Linked DNA regions of Arabidopsis thaliana: region 1 is linked to region 2. Evidence: chromatin contacts called from public ChIA-PET data. All regions are on one chromosome and are shown on one strand. Each heading gives the region's core, a stretch centred on a gene start, on an enhancer-like site or on the middle of the called end of the contact. The rest is flanking DNA. Distances are from core to core; before and after follow the strand shown.

Region 1 (6,402 bases), core at 408-2,907, 37 kb before region 2:
CTGCACATCTTGAAGCTGAGGTGACACAGAACCCTTAAAAGCTGATTCCATAACTTCGAGCACACTACATATGCCAGCCACCTGTTTGGAACACCTTAGGAGTTTATCTAACCACGCTTGCATCTCTTTTGTTTCAAGATTATCTGAGGGCCAATATTAAAGATAGACAGACCTTACGGTGCACAAATATACAGTCTTAAGAAACATAAAAATATTAACAGCTAAAAGGATACAGATTTCTTGAAGTTCAGCTAAGGTGCTCCGGAATGTACGCTTGACCCAATCCTTGACAACAACTTCATCCAGCAAGAAAGCAATGACCGGATCACTAGATACAGCTGTCTCATCCATACAGACATTGGTGATATCTATTAATTTTCTGTCAAGGAGATGTCAACTATGCATCCAACATAAAATACCTCTTAGAGAATGAATGACAAAAACACTATGCACATTTCGCCCAACAGAGACAAGCATGAAACAAGAACTACCTAAAAATACATGAACCTATCAGTACAAAACTCCCCATATAAACACAGTTCCTAATAGCACAAGCATACGAATCTAAAAGAAATTCATGAAAGTATCAAACAGGAAACTAAAAGACTAAATGCATATATCAGACACCAAGCATAAATGCAACTGAAGGATACAATGGCAAACCACCGAGATCAAATTATTGTTCATAGCAACATCAAACAGAGAATAAAGGCGATGAACATCAGCTGCCAATTGATGTTCATCCTCATCCGAATCCTGTGACGCCTCTTCATGTGTTCGGGAAATCAAACCAGCTTCAACACACTCATAATAGAGACGAAGCCTAAGTCTATCTCCAAATTTTGGTAGCGTACTTCTACAGATAGGACAAACATCACACCTCTGACAACACTCTGTGCACAAGGAGGCATGACCACATGGATTCAACACATAGTTCACAAATCTTCCACAGCTAGCTAAGTCTCTTGTTGCACGACATCGCTCAACTTTTGCCTCATTACATAATTCTCTGAGGTTTATAGATGCCAAATGTTTCAACGCCTCCTGTAAGTTACAAACAATAAATTCGAAATTAACTCTAAGCTCTGCAAAACCCATTTTTTTAAGCTGAACCTAGAAATCCTAAGACCTGAGCTAAACTAATTCAGTGGAGAAATAAAAAGGTATAAAGCGGAAGAACCTGAACAGGCTTGCTACTGTAATTAGGCTGCGTAGGAAGAGATATCGATCTCGCGGCGGAGGCAAAACCGTTGATTTCTCTCGTATCCATCTACTCCGGTGACGAATACAAAAATGGAGGTAAAGAGAGAAAAAGCGTGGTTGGTGTTGGCGAGAGTGATAAAACCAGTCTAGGGCTCCGTTGAGCTTTCTCGGGAGGGAAGACGAAGAGAGGAAACACTGTTGAGTGAATTTCTCCTCAAACGGGTCAAGTCGGATTGTTTAATTCGGGTCAAATTTTAAATATGGGCCTTTCTTTTTGAAGTCTTGTGTGAATCTTGTGATTGTCTGGGCCCAAGTCGGCAAATCACGATTCGGGTCAAAATTTAAATATGGGCCTTTGTTTTTGAAGTCTTGTGTGAATCTTGTGATTGTCTGGGCCCAAGTCGGCAAATCACGTGTCCGAAAGTGAACAGCGCGTGTTTTACCGACTTGCTAAGAAAGCGCGTGGATCGTTCTTTCTTTAGTTTCTCTTCCTTTCCCAATTGCTTCCACGACGACGGAGGAGGAGAAGCAAACCCAGAAACCTTAAAAATTCAGAAAAAGGGACGACCTTTTTTCCGATCTTATCGATTTTTGAATGAGATTAGAAGAACCTATCTTCTAAGTTTTTCTTTGATATCTTTTTCTCTTTGATCGATGGATGAGTCGTTCGCTAATCTACAATCAAGCCATTTGCTTGGTTCAGTTCCGGTAAGTCTATATTACATCTATTGCTTCTTTCATTTCACCATCAATAAGCTCTTTGATTGAGTTTTTCTATGATCCTTGTTTGTGTGAAGGGAAAATTAACGTTTTTTGTTCATGCCATCATTTTGTTTGTTGTTCTGTCTCAAGTGTTACATTAGGAAGTAGAATTTTGAAACTTTTCAGATTTTTTTGTCATATTTTTTCGCGTCCACGATGATGCCTAAAGTCTTCACACTCATAGAACAATGGACGATTTCCTTATTTGCATTTCTGGGTTTCTATATTTGTTAAGGCGTTTTATTTAAGTTTTTTCACCATTTTAGGAGACAATTCGTATGAAAAACAAAACTGTATTTGAGTTTAAATGCTTGCATGATAGCTTCATTTTGGATTGAATCCGCTAAGATAAATGTTTTGAGTGAATGGATTGACTATCCCCGTGTTATTATGTCTGATACAAACATCTGTATTCTTAGGCTGTGATCAGCGACGACAAGAGAAGCACAAATGTACCAATAGCAAGCGTCAATGAAGGTGTGTTCTTTTGCTAGTTTCTGCTTGAATTATCTTTTGCAAAGAACTTTTCCGGTAGTGAAAGACATTGAGTGTTGTATGTCTTCTGCATTATTGCAGGCCCTTCTGCAAGCATGCAAATATTTCCACCGAATCTAGGAAACAATACAAAGGGTTATCAAACTCTTGAGAGCCCAACAGGTATATATGCTCCTTTTAGATTCCTTTTTTAGGAGATATTTTTATCTGTAGTCACCATGAATCAGTACAATGGTTGAAAGAATACTTGTGTGAGTCAACCTCGTTTTTCTTATGGATGTCAAGATCCTATATACCTTTGTTTTCACCTTGTTCTGTCTTATATGGTGATATATCTTATCTGCTCCAGTAGAAGGACCAGCACAACAGCCATCAAACAACTGGAAGGGCTTTTTTAATGTCTACTCATATACCCAATACTTCGACGTGGACACGGACGTTGTTTTGAACAGATTAATGAGCTCTTTATATCCTACTAGTGGAGATTTTTTCAACAAGATTGATGCAAACCCTGATTTGTAAGTCTTTTAATGCCTTTTTCTCCTTCACTCTTCTTGGTGATTGTACTTACCATGAGAGAGTTCTTTCGAATTTCTTTAATCGGTCCATTGCTCAGTCATGCCGTTAATTTGTTACCGTTCTAAGTGTTATCTTCTGCACCTTTCCGAAAGCATGATCTTGCTATTCATTTACTCCTATGTTACTTCAGGCGATTGATTAAAATATCCTCATTTTCTCTTGGACAAATGAACAGAAAGCATCATAATATGTTATCCTCTAAAGATTGGCTAAAAGCTAGGCCTTTCACAAATTATTCTTGATTAATGACTCGTGTGTGCTTCTGTTAGGTATGGACTTGTCTGGATCTGCACTACGCTTGTGTTTGTGCTTGCTTCTCTCGGAAATTGTGCTACATATCTCGTGAAGAAACGAACCGACAGTAATGCTCCTTGGATCTTTGATGTGAACTATATGAATTTGGCAGCATCTATAATATATGGATATGCAATAATTGTGCCTCTGGGATTTTATTTTGCACTCCGTTATATGGGGTCCAAAGCTGATCTTCTAAGATTCTGGTGCCTTTGGGGATACTCTCTCTTCATTTTCGTTCCAACCTCTGTAAGTATCTTCAGTAACTTCGGTCTCTTTTGCTGTTAAAATTAATCAATTGATGATCAGTAACACTAAAGACAAATGCATATACTTGATACACAATGGTTTGGTAACTTCACTTTCAATGACCATGTACAATGACATAAATCAACCTAACTTGATATCACAACTTTATACTTCATACTGTTTAAGCATAATAACACTCAGGATGTTCTATTTTGCAGCTTCCATTGCTTATTCCAGTAGAGTTTCTGAGATGGGTGATTATACTCTTAGCTGGTAGTGCATCATCGTGTTTTGTTGCCCTGAATCTACGGTCTTACCTCGAGACGAACAATGATATCACGGTTGTAATGGCTGCAGCATTTGGTCTGCAAATGGTTCTTTCAATCTTCATCAAGGTCTGGTTCTTTCCTTAATCTCCATGAGACGGTCAACACCAGACAAAACATATATATGTAAAAACCTTTAGATTTTGATGTGCTGCGGTAGAACTAAGAATGTCGTTACCAGAAAATGAAACCCACAAAGTAGAAGAAGGAACATATCCGCTAAATCATTCGGTTTCGTTTTTACTGGCGGATTTTCATCGTTGCTTGTAACGATTGTGTTTTTTCATTTTTTGGTTTTGTTTGCTACCACTTATTTTGCTTATGGAGTAAAAATATATAAAAGAAAAAAAGGAAGTTTTCAAGATTTATTGCAATTTACTCTCTTTTGTGAAGAGTGGAGGAGAGTGTTGAGTTATGATTCTGTATCTTTTGGTACATTTTGTAGTCTTTTGAATGTGGCAGAAGATATCACAGAATGGACTATAAAAGTATAAACCTTTTTTGAGTACAGAGCATGTGAAGTATGAAAGAAAAAAGCCAAAATGTCACATTAGATAACCTGTGAATTATCTTTATTTCTCCTTTGAATAAAAAAATGGATAAAGTATCTGCGAGATTTATCATTTATGAACAGACTCGATTTACAGGTCAATCTTACTCGCTAATAAGTTATAATTGATTTGTTCTTAAGAAACATCACCAGCACTTACAACAAGAATCCTCAGACTTTTAGTTAATGAAACATGTTAGGTAGAATAATGGGCTGCGCAGTAGTTATGGGCCTACTTCACTGGCCTATTGGAATAGATAAAAATCACATTTTGGTTTTTTTTTTTTCTATCTAAACTCAAATATTGTTGTGTTCTAAGCACACATACAATATGCTCTAACGAAATCTTATCAAGAAAGAAATTTTTGTTGCAAGTTGTAACCATGAATTTTACAGTTTCTCTCTGTTATGAGATCCTTATATTGACGTTCAAGTTTTTGAGTTGCATTGAAAATTAGATTATGATGTGAATATTTATATAACTCAAAGATTCGAAGCTATGGTTTAAGCCTTTTTGACCTAAACGGATAAATACCGTATATAATTGAAAATCATGGTATATTCGTATATCCACCTCTTTTAACTTTATTGTTTTTTTTTATAATTAATTTGTTAAGATCCTGACAAAAGAAAACAAACTCATGTATACTAGAAAATTTAACATTAGTACCTAACACTAACTTAGATTATTTGTAATCCACGTTTTAAAATGGTAAAACAGCAGTAACTCTTCAAGAAATGAACCTTTATCATGTTATTGGATTATGACTCTACTTATTCGTCTTAATTAACCGTCCATTTCCCTTATATTAAATCAATAACACTAATAAAACTTCTTTAACCTATTTAAACTTTATAATTTTTTTTTGTTTTTCCTTTTAGTTACTTGTTGGTTTTTGCATCTCAAACTAAATTCTTCAATAATTACTTTAAGTTCTCCAGCTCACCCCTCCCACAACTAAAAATACTAATCAAAAAATGTAACATATAAAATATGTAAAAAAAACAATATCAATTCTATGAACAAACCGATCTTCCCCAGTGGCAATCACTGTCTCTATCAGTCTTACAAACAAATGATTTATTTTTACTAATTATATATTCCAGTCTACACATGATAGTGATTCCTTCAGCTTTTTTTTTCCTCTATCTGCGTCTTATCACCACATATATACCTCAAATACGAGAGTAATTGAATAAAAACTAGTACCAGTGATTTATGTGGTTAAACCCAAAAAATAAATGTCGGCCAAATTCATTTACTCTAAATACGCCGTTAAAACTTAAGTATTTCCGTAGACTTAGATACCTTATGAATTCACTTATATATATATTTAACATTCATATAATAAACGTAAGAAAATAAATTGGATTCTATAATACTTTTAGTGTTCAATGTTTTTCCGTCAAATTGTTTTATTGAACATTTTTCTTTCGTGGACGATAATATTTTTAAGATATTTATAAAATATCCAAATTTGTCCACAAAAAATATTGTGACCGTAGGAAAATAATCAAAAGAAAGGGGTATAGCTTTTTTTTTCTTGCATGATCTCTCAGACACAAACTTTTCTTTTGGCTCGCACAGCTTTAGTTTGCTTAACATACGGACGACAACGATACTTATTGCAACCCTTAAGAAAGTATAACCCCTAGAACTTCTACACTTCCATTATAACGATTCAAGTATTCATTCATATTCTATTGACTTTTGCGCAATCAAATTTTAGACTATTTTTCCGATAAATTACTTATTTTTGGGAAATAGTCCTTTGAACGTGATTGCACTAAACTTTTTTGGACGCTCGTGACTCGTGACGGCTTTACATTGGATGCAAAAAATCTATTGATTAATGAAGCTGCACCAATTACAACTTTCCAAGTGCAGCATGTTTATAATACATTTATATATTTATTTATTTTTTTGTCGTTAATACATTTATA
Region 2 (6,302 bases), core at 3,146-5,645:
TTGATTGCATCTAGTCTGTCTGTTAACTTGTCTGTGACAATGTGTGCAAAATATCACATTTTTTATGCCTCATGTTGATTTATTGTTGTTTTAGGTACACAAATCTGAAACCTTGCATCAGTCGCATACCTGAGAAAGGGTACGGAGGAAACGTCCCCTTATGGCCTGCCCGTCTGCATACTCCACCTGATAGGCTGCAGACGATAAAATTTGATTCCTACATTGCTAGGAAAGAGCTATTCAAGGCAGAATCAAAATATTGGAATGAAATAATTGGGGGCTATGTTCGCGCCTTAAAATGGAAAAAGATGAAACTAAGAAATGTTTTGGACATGAGAGCAGGCTTTGGCGGGTATGAAATAATATTTCTTTGTTAGGTATTATACAGGTATCTTAGCTTATCTCTCTTCATTTATTCCTTTGGCTTTGGCAGATTTGCAGCTGCACTAAATGATCATAAACTCGATTGCTGGGTTCTAAGCGTGGTTCCTGTCAGTGGGCCTAACACATTGCCTGTCATTTATGACCGTGGACTGTTAGGAGTGATGCACGATTGGTACTGTTTTCTCCTTAGAATCTGTCATATGAAATCAGAATTTGGAATCCTATAGTTGAAACCTTGGAAATTAGTGATTCATCTTGTCCTTTTCTCTGTTCATGTTTTTTAAACACAAAAGTTCATCTGTTTATGTGTCTTAAGGTAAACTAAGATTTAGTCTCTGGCTCTGGATATTTTTTTAATAAGTGATGCATTCTACCTCAGGTGTGAACCATTTGATACATACCCACGGACATATGACTTCTTACATGCCTCTGGACTCTTCTCGATCGAGAGAAAAAGGTAAGCATCATTATCTGTAACTCAAGTTCAAAGTGATTTATAAATTTTTAATCTATGATCGTGTGGTGCCTATAGTTGAGTTTAACCATTTGTCTTGTCTGAATATTATCAGATGTGAGATGTCAACCATATTGTTAGAGATGGACCGGATATTAAGACCCGGTGGAAGAGCATACATTAGGGATTCAATTGATGTTATGGATGAAATTCAAGAAATCACAAAGGCCATGGGTTGGCATACTTCTCTGCGTGACACATCCGAGGGTCCTCACGCAAGTTACAGGATTCTAACATGCGAGAAGCGTCTCCTTCGAGCTTAATACCACACAAGTTACTGCACTAGTCAACACAATATATTTTGTTTGGTAGTATATCTCTTATTGTTTTCTTCTTTTTTCTCTTAATGTAACTGTAAATTTGATTGTGGTGTTTTACTGAGTAAAAGTTTACCTCGTCCTCATTTTTTAGTAACAACATTCTGCTATTGCAAATCTGTTGATTGTAACGAATGGATCCATAGAAAAAAAGCCCCAAGGTCAGAATACAAAATCATCCAAAATATGTGAAGGAGTATCTCTGAACCATGTCTGCACACCTCATTCTACTGCTCATGTCTCGGTCTCCAGATCTGTCCGCCTTGGCTTGGAATTTTTGATGGAGGCCTTGCGGAGTTCACACCATTCGTATATGCAGGTCTTGCAGAGTTCACACCATTCATATGACCAGATGGCTTACCAATGTGGCCCTGATTCTGACTTGAACCAGCAGATGTATTTTTCAATGGTCGGTTCCCACTCTTATATGGGCTCTTCTGCTGCGTTTGAGTTTGTGTGATTACAGGCCAAGTTTGGCCTTGGACAGGTGGTTGCCCCTGAAGATTCCTGGGGTTGTTCTGAGTCCAATTCTGTTGTGGTCGGGATTGTGTTAGTGGTGGCCAATGTGGTGGATTCGGGGTATTGTAGCTCTGTGACCAATTTTGCTGCATTTGCTGGTTCTGTGGCCTAGCCTGACCATGCAGATTACGGACATTGTGCATACCGTTTGCATGATGTTGACTTGGGAGGCTTATTGTTCTGTACAAAGACTCTTGAATGTGTTGCCCTGTCAGAATCCCTATGATGGAGTTTCTGTTACACTCTGAGACAAGACGGCGCGATGTAATCTGAAATACTTGAGCTATTCTGTCCAAATTTCTACGGCTCACACTCCTTGCAGCGTTCACCGGCTGCTCAAAAGGATCTTCAACCTGAAACACACACCATTCCCACATGTTAGCCGGGAGACTCACATGGTGCCATAGAGATGAATATAACTCAACAAGAGGTTAAGAGAAAGAAAGAGAAAGAGACTAACAAAGAGTGAGTATGTCTTTGGCAGCCATGTAGTGTTGCTGCTTATAGTTTCCCATCTTCCAGTAAACGGGCAAACACCGAACTCTTGGGCCTTCACGTTTATGTCTGAAAACTGATAGATACAGCCACACAGCAAAATCAAGATACTAATTTCTATCAAGAGCACTTTAGTGGATATTATTAAGGGAAAAAAATTAAAGCTAGAATGTATGAGAAATCAATCACCTTTGCAAAAAAAGAGACCAACAGCTCCGAGAGCGAGCTTCGATTGACTGATTTTGCTCTCTCTGATTTAAATCTCGCAATATTAGCAGCAGTAACTTGCGCTATGCTTTCCTCTGCAGTTTTCCGTACACCTACAAGACACCATACCGCTAAAACTTTTGTCCCTTTACCCCAAAAACACATATATTTTGTGTGGTTTGGCTTCAAAACCTTTTCATTGAGCGTACCTGTCAGATCATCAACCGCACTCTTCGGATATATCACTCTTAGAGGCGGCAAGATTGCAGGCACACAAGTCTGCAACAAACAACATAGAACATCTTACTATGGTTTCTAATGATGCAGTAACTGCAGAAGGCTGAAGGCAGCAAAATCTATGAATACAGAACAGCTATCTTACCTGAAAATGGAAGATGACTAACAAACTGAGAGAGTAAGAGTTGAAAGTCCCGGTCTTTGAGTCGTTGATATTATGAGCTTTCGCCCATTCCTTCACCTACAAATGTAGAATACACGAGGTAGATACGTTTAGAATCAATTAAACCTTTGGAAACACACAATATGGTTTTATTTGCATGTTAACTTACTAGCAAAACCAGGTCGCGGAATCTCCCATCTATTTCACTGATCCAGAACAAGAACCTGCTCTTCAAAAGCCCATCCAGGTTATCAATAGAAATGTCACAAGAAATTCTCTGGTGGCCGCTCACTACTTTCAGAATAGGAACTCGCGCATGAATAACAAATTGCAGTTTGTACCATAGACCTGTTTTTTGAATGATAATGGATGTGAGACAAATCGGCACATGAAATAATACTTAAACTACTTAAGTAGTATATAAGGTAAACAACAGTGAAGCAAAGAGAAAACCAAAAAAAGAAGAAAAAAATAGAAGCTAAATGAATCACCACTCGCTCTCAGTGCTCGTAGTAAATGTCCGAGTAAAGTTTGTTTCTGCTTCTTTCCAGTGAACAAGATGGAAGAACCGCTGAATAAGTCAACAGAGATATCTAAGTCTCCCCATCGTGTGAAGAGATTTGACACAAAGGATCCAAATGGTTGAACAGTAGCACCTAACAATCACAGAACCAGACAACGAGCGGCTATAAGCATCACATGAAATAATTTGTTTCCAGAACGAGAATAGTGCGAAAGAGTAACATGAACCACTTCTACTATTCTGCAGCTACAATTCCAGCAGATATTACCTTACTGAAAGCTCGAAGTATCTCACTTTCATATCCAATATCATAATCACATCCATGGCTGGTATGGTTCAAGGCAGTACTAGACAGTAAGAAAAATGGGAGAAGCACAAAAGTGCATCAAGAGTCATCACCTCTTAAACATTCTACGGATTGTAAGACGTCACGCAACTGATCAATGACTGTGATCCTCGTATCCCTATCTGCTCGTGTGGGTTTAATCACTTGAAGAATTTCTTGAAGAGTAGGATCCAGGAAAGGGTTTCTACTCATCGTCTTGCTCCCTCTACAATAACACCAAACACACATTGCCAAGTTATCTCAAAGAAAACATCATGCAACAATAACACAAGGACTTCACAAGCTCCAATCAAAGTAAATTCTTGAGATTAAAGGTTCAGTTTTTCTGATATCTTGCTCACTTACTACTCCAAAGGAACAACCTTTGTCACTAAAAGCAAGATTCTTCATTCTCTAGACCCAGTGGCCCACATTTTAGTATCATCAAAACTGTGAAAACTCTACCCAAAACCTTACAAAATTCCTAATAAAAAGAATCAGTGAGTACTGGGTTTTCACATCCACTGGACTTACAAAAGGATGATTCGAAGGAGATGAAGAAACCTTTAGCCCAAGAACCCAGAATCTAATTCCAATCTAGGGTTTTTCTCTCCCAAATCAGTAATCCGTACCGAATCACCCAACTTGAGAATGCTCGGAGATAATTTTAGCGCTCGCAGGCGAAGACAATGAAAAGTCTTTGGAAGGTTTACTTTATTTTATTCAATGCGACGAAGGAAACACTTCTTTATTTCATTTTATTTAATGAATGATGTGACCATCTTTTTTAGGAACCAATAACATTATTACAAAATATACTATAGAAAATTGTTGGATTTTTAAAATCAATGCTAAATTAAAGGGTATATATTCAATCAAATATTTTGAGATAATTTATTTTACATATTAAAAAAATTGCATGTTATTTGATCATAGATTTTACAAAGTCATATTAAATATGATGTTAATGGTTAGTATTTGTAAATATCTCTTAAACCCTAGTTATTAAACTGATGAATTTTCTTTACATCTATTTTTATTAGAAACATTTTAGACAATGTTTATTTATGATTTTGATGTGGTTGCATACTTGCATGCACATGGAAAATTATCCTTTTGACAAAAACTAGTTGGCTTTCTTCTTTTTGTTCAATCTTTTATCCTCCTCTACACATTGTCTCATATTTTATTGCAATGGTAACCTCAACTCTTTTTACAGTTAAACCTCCATAAATTAATACTCGATAAATTAGTAACCTCTATAAATTAATAAATTCACCAGATCCCAAGTTAGGACCAATGTAAAAAGTGTAACACATCGATAAATTAATAAGATAATAACTTTTTTGAAAGTCCTATGTAAATATATAGTCTCATCAATATCATAAATTAATAATTGCATAAATGTATCAACTATATATATACATTATATGTAAGAAATGTTTTTGATTTTTTTTTACTTAAATTTGTAGTTATTCTTATTTGAAATTTAGTTCTAATGTGTTACTGTATCAAAAAAAATTTGGTATTGTTTTCTAGACATGATATAATTTTGTACTTGTAATTGATTTTAGAAAGATATTTTCTATAATGAAAAAAATCTTATAAAACTTTTTAAAAAGTTACCAAATTAGGAAAATTTCTCTATAATTAAAAAATATTAATTTATCGATAAATTAAAACCTTTTTAAATTAATAAAATTTTGCAGTCCCAACATTATTAATTTATAAAGGTTTTACTGTACTTCATTTTCTAACCTCAGTATGTTAAAAGTCATGTATGTGTACTAAGAATCAAACCTGGCACGCAAACTTTTGCTAATTTTGTCACATACAGTTAACATTTAGCATTGTGCGAGTAGCTCCACCACATTATTATCAATCGTTTGGTTCTTCAACATGTCTTATATATGGATCAATAATAGTTTAATATCATATCAGTAATCTTTGTTCTCTTGTCTTGCATGTAGAACATGTACATATTGCTTCGTCGGCAGCGAATGAAGCCTAAAATTAAAATTTGGTTTTGTCCATTGATGATATGATGGCTCGTTCCACATGAGAGAATGGTTGAGAAAACTGAAAATAATGAAGAGGATGAGAAATTATAATGATCAGACAAGTGAAGTGTTTCATTTTATAGCTTAGTGTAGAAAACGATTGCTTGTGATTGTGAATATATAGTTTTAGATGAGTTGTTTTTATAGTAACTTTGAGGGAACAATAAACTATGATATAGTTATCATTTTTATTTTAAAACAAGTAAATTCATATGAATTTCTGATATATTCATATTTTCACTATGAATTTAAACACTATAATCTTATTTCATATTTTAGCATATGATATTTTGCATGATGCTATCTTAGCCTCGACTATCTTTACTTCATCTTCTAAACTATATATTTATCAAATCTTACGTATGCATTGCATCACTTGTTTTTACATTTTGTGTAAAGAAAAAGTTGCATTAATTAGTTTTTAGCGGTTTAGTACAATATGGTTAATTTGATAACCACATACTTGATACCTGTTGTATCTAGAGTTGTATATAACAAAATTAGAATTATATTCTATTGGCTAAGCCAATTTCTCTCCACCAATCAGTTTACATCGGT

Evidence for each region. ChIA-PET counts read pairs in DNA pulled down with a chosen protein or histone mark.
Region 1: a contact with region 2 is called in an H3K4me3 ChIA-PET map of shoot, with 22 read pairs. The contact joins the promoter of AT2G39805 here to the promoter of HESO1 in region 2. A contact is called at or near these places in 4 of 26 Hi-C or Micro-C datasets (cotyledon, leaf and shoot) and 1 of 2 datasets of contacts at active chromatin or transcription factors (shoot).

The regions. Positions count from the first base shown.
Region 1 is chr2:16,607,809-16,614,210 of TAIR10.1, reverse strand. It overlaps AT2G39805 (Integral membrane Yip1 family protein), which reads left to right and starts at 1,657. Exons shown (of 6, transcript NM_179991.3): 1 at 1,657-1,911; 2 at 2,385-2,442; 3 at 2,542-2,622; 4 at 2,813-2,978; 5 at 3,309-3,582; 6 at 3,801-4,414. The coding sequence starts at 1,858. The coding sequence ends at 3,995. It overlaps HOS1 (ubiquitin-protein ligase), which reads right to left and starts at 1,434. Exons shown (of 10, transcript NM_129540.5): 1 at 1,181-1,434; 2 at 654-1,044; 3 at 234-368; 4 at 1-143. The coding sequence starts at 1,270.
Region 2 is chr2:16,573,845-16,580,146 of TAIR10.1, reverse strand. It overlaps HESO1 (Nucleotidyltransferase family protein), which reads right to left and starts at 4,395. Exons shown (of 9, transcript NM_001336793.1): 1 at 4,047-4,395; 2 at 3,759-3,910; 3 at 3,328-3,492; 4 at 3,006-3,184; 5 at 2,819-2,914; 6 at 2,646-2,715; 7 at 2,419-2,549; 8 at 2,195-2,305; 9 at 1,027-2,087. The coding sequence starts at 3,897. The coding sequence ends at 1,443. It overlaps AT2G39750 (S-adenosyl-L-methionine-dependent methyltransferases superfamily protein), which reads left to right. Exons shown (of 9, transcript NM_129533.4): 6 at 95-352; 7 at 434-556; 8 at 764-841; 9 at 954-1,323. The coding sequence ends at 1,161.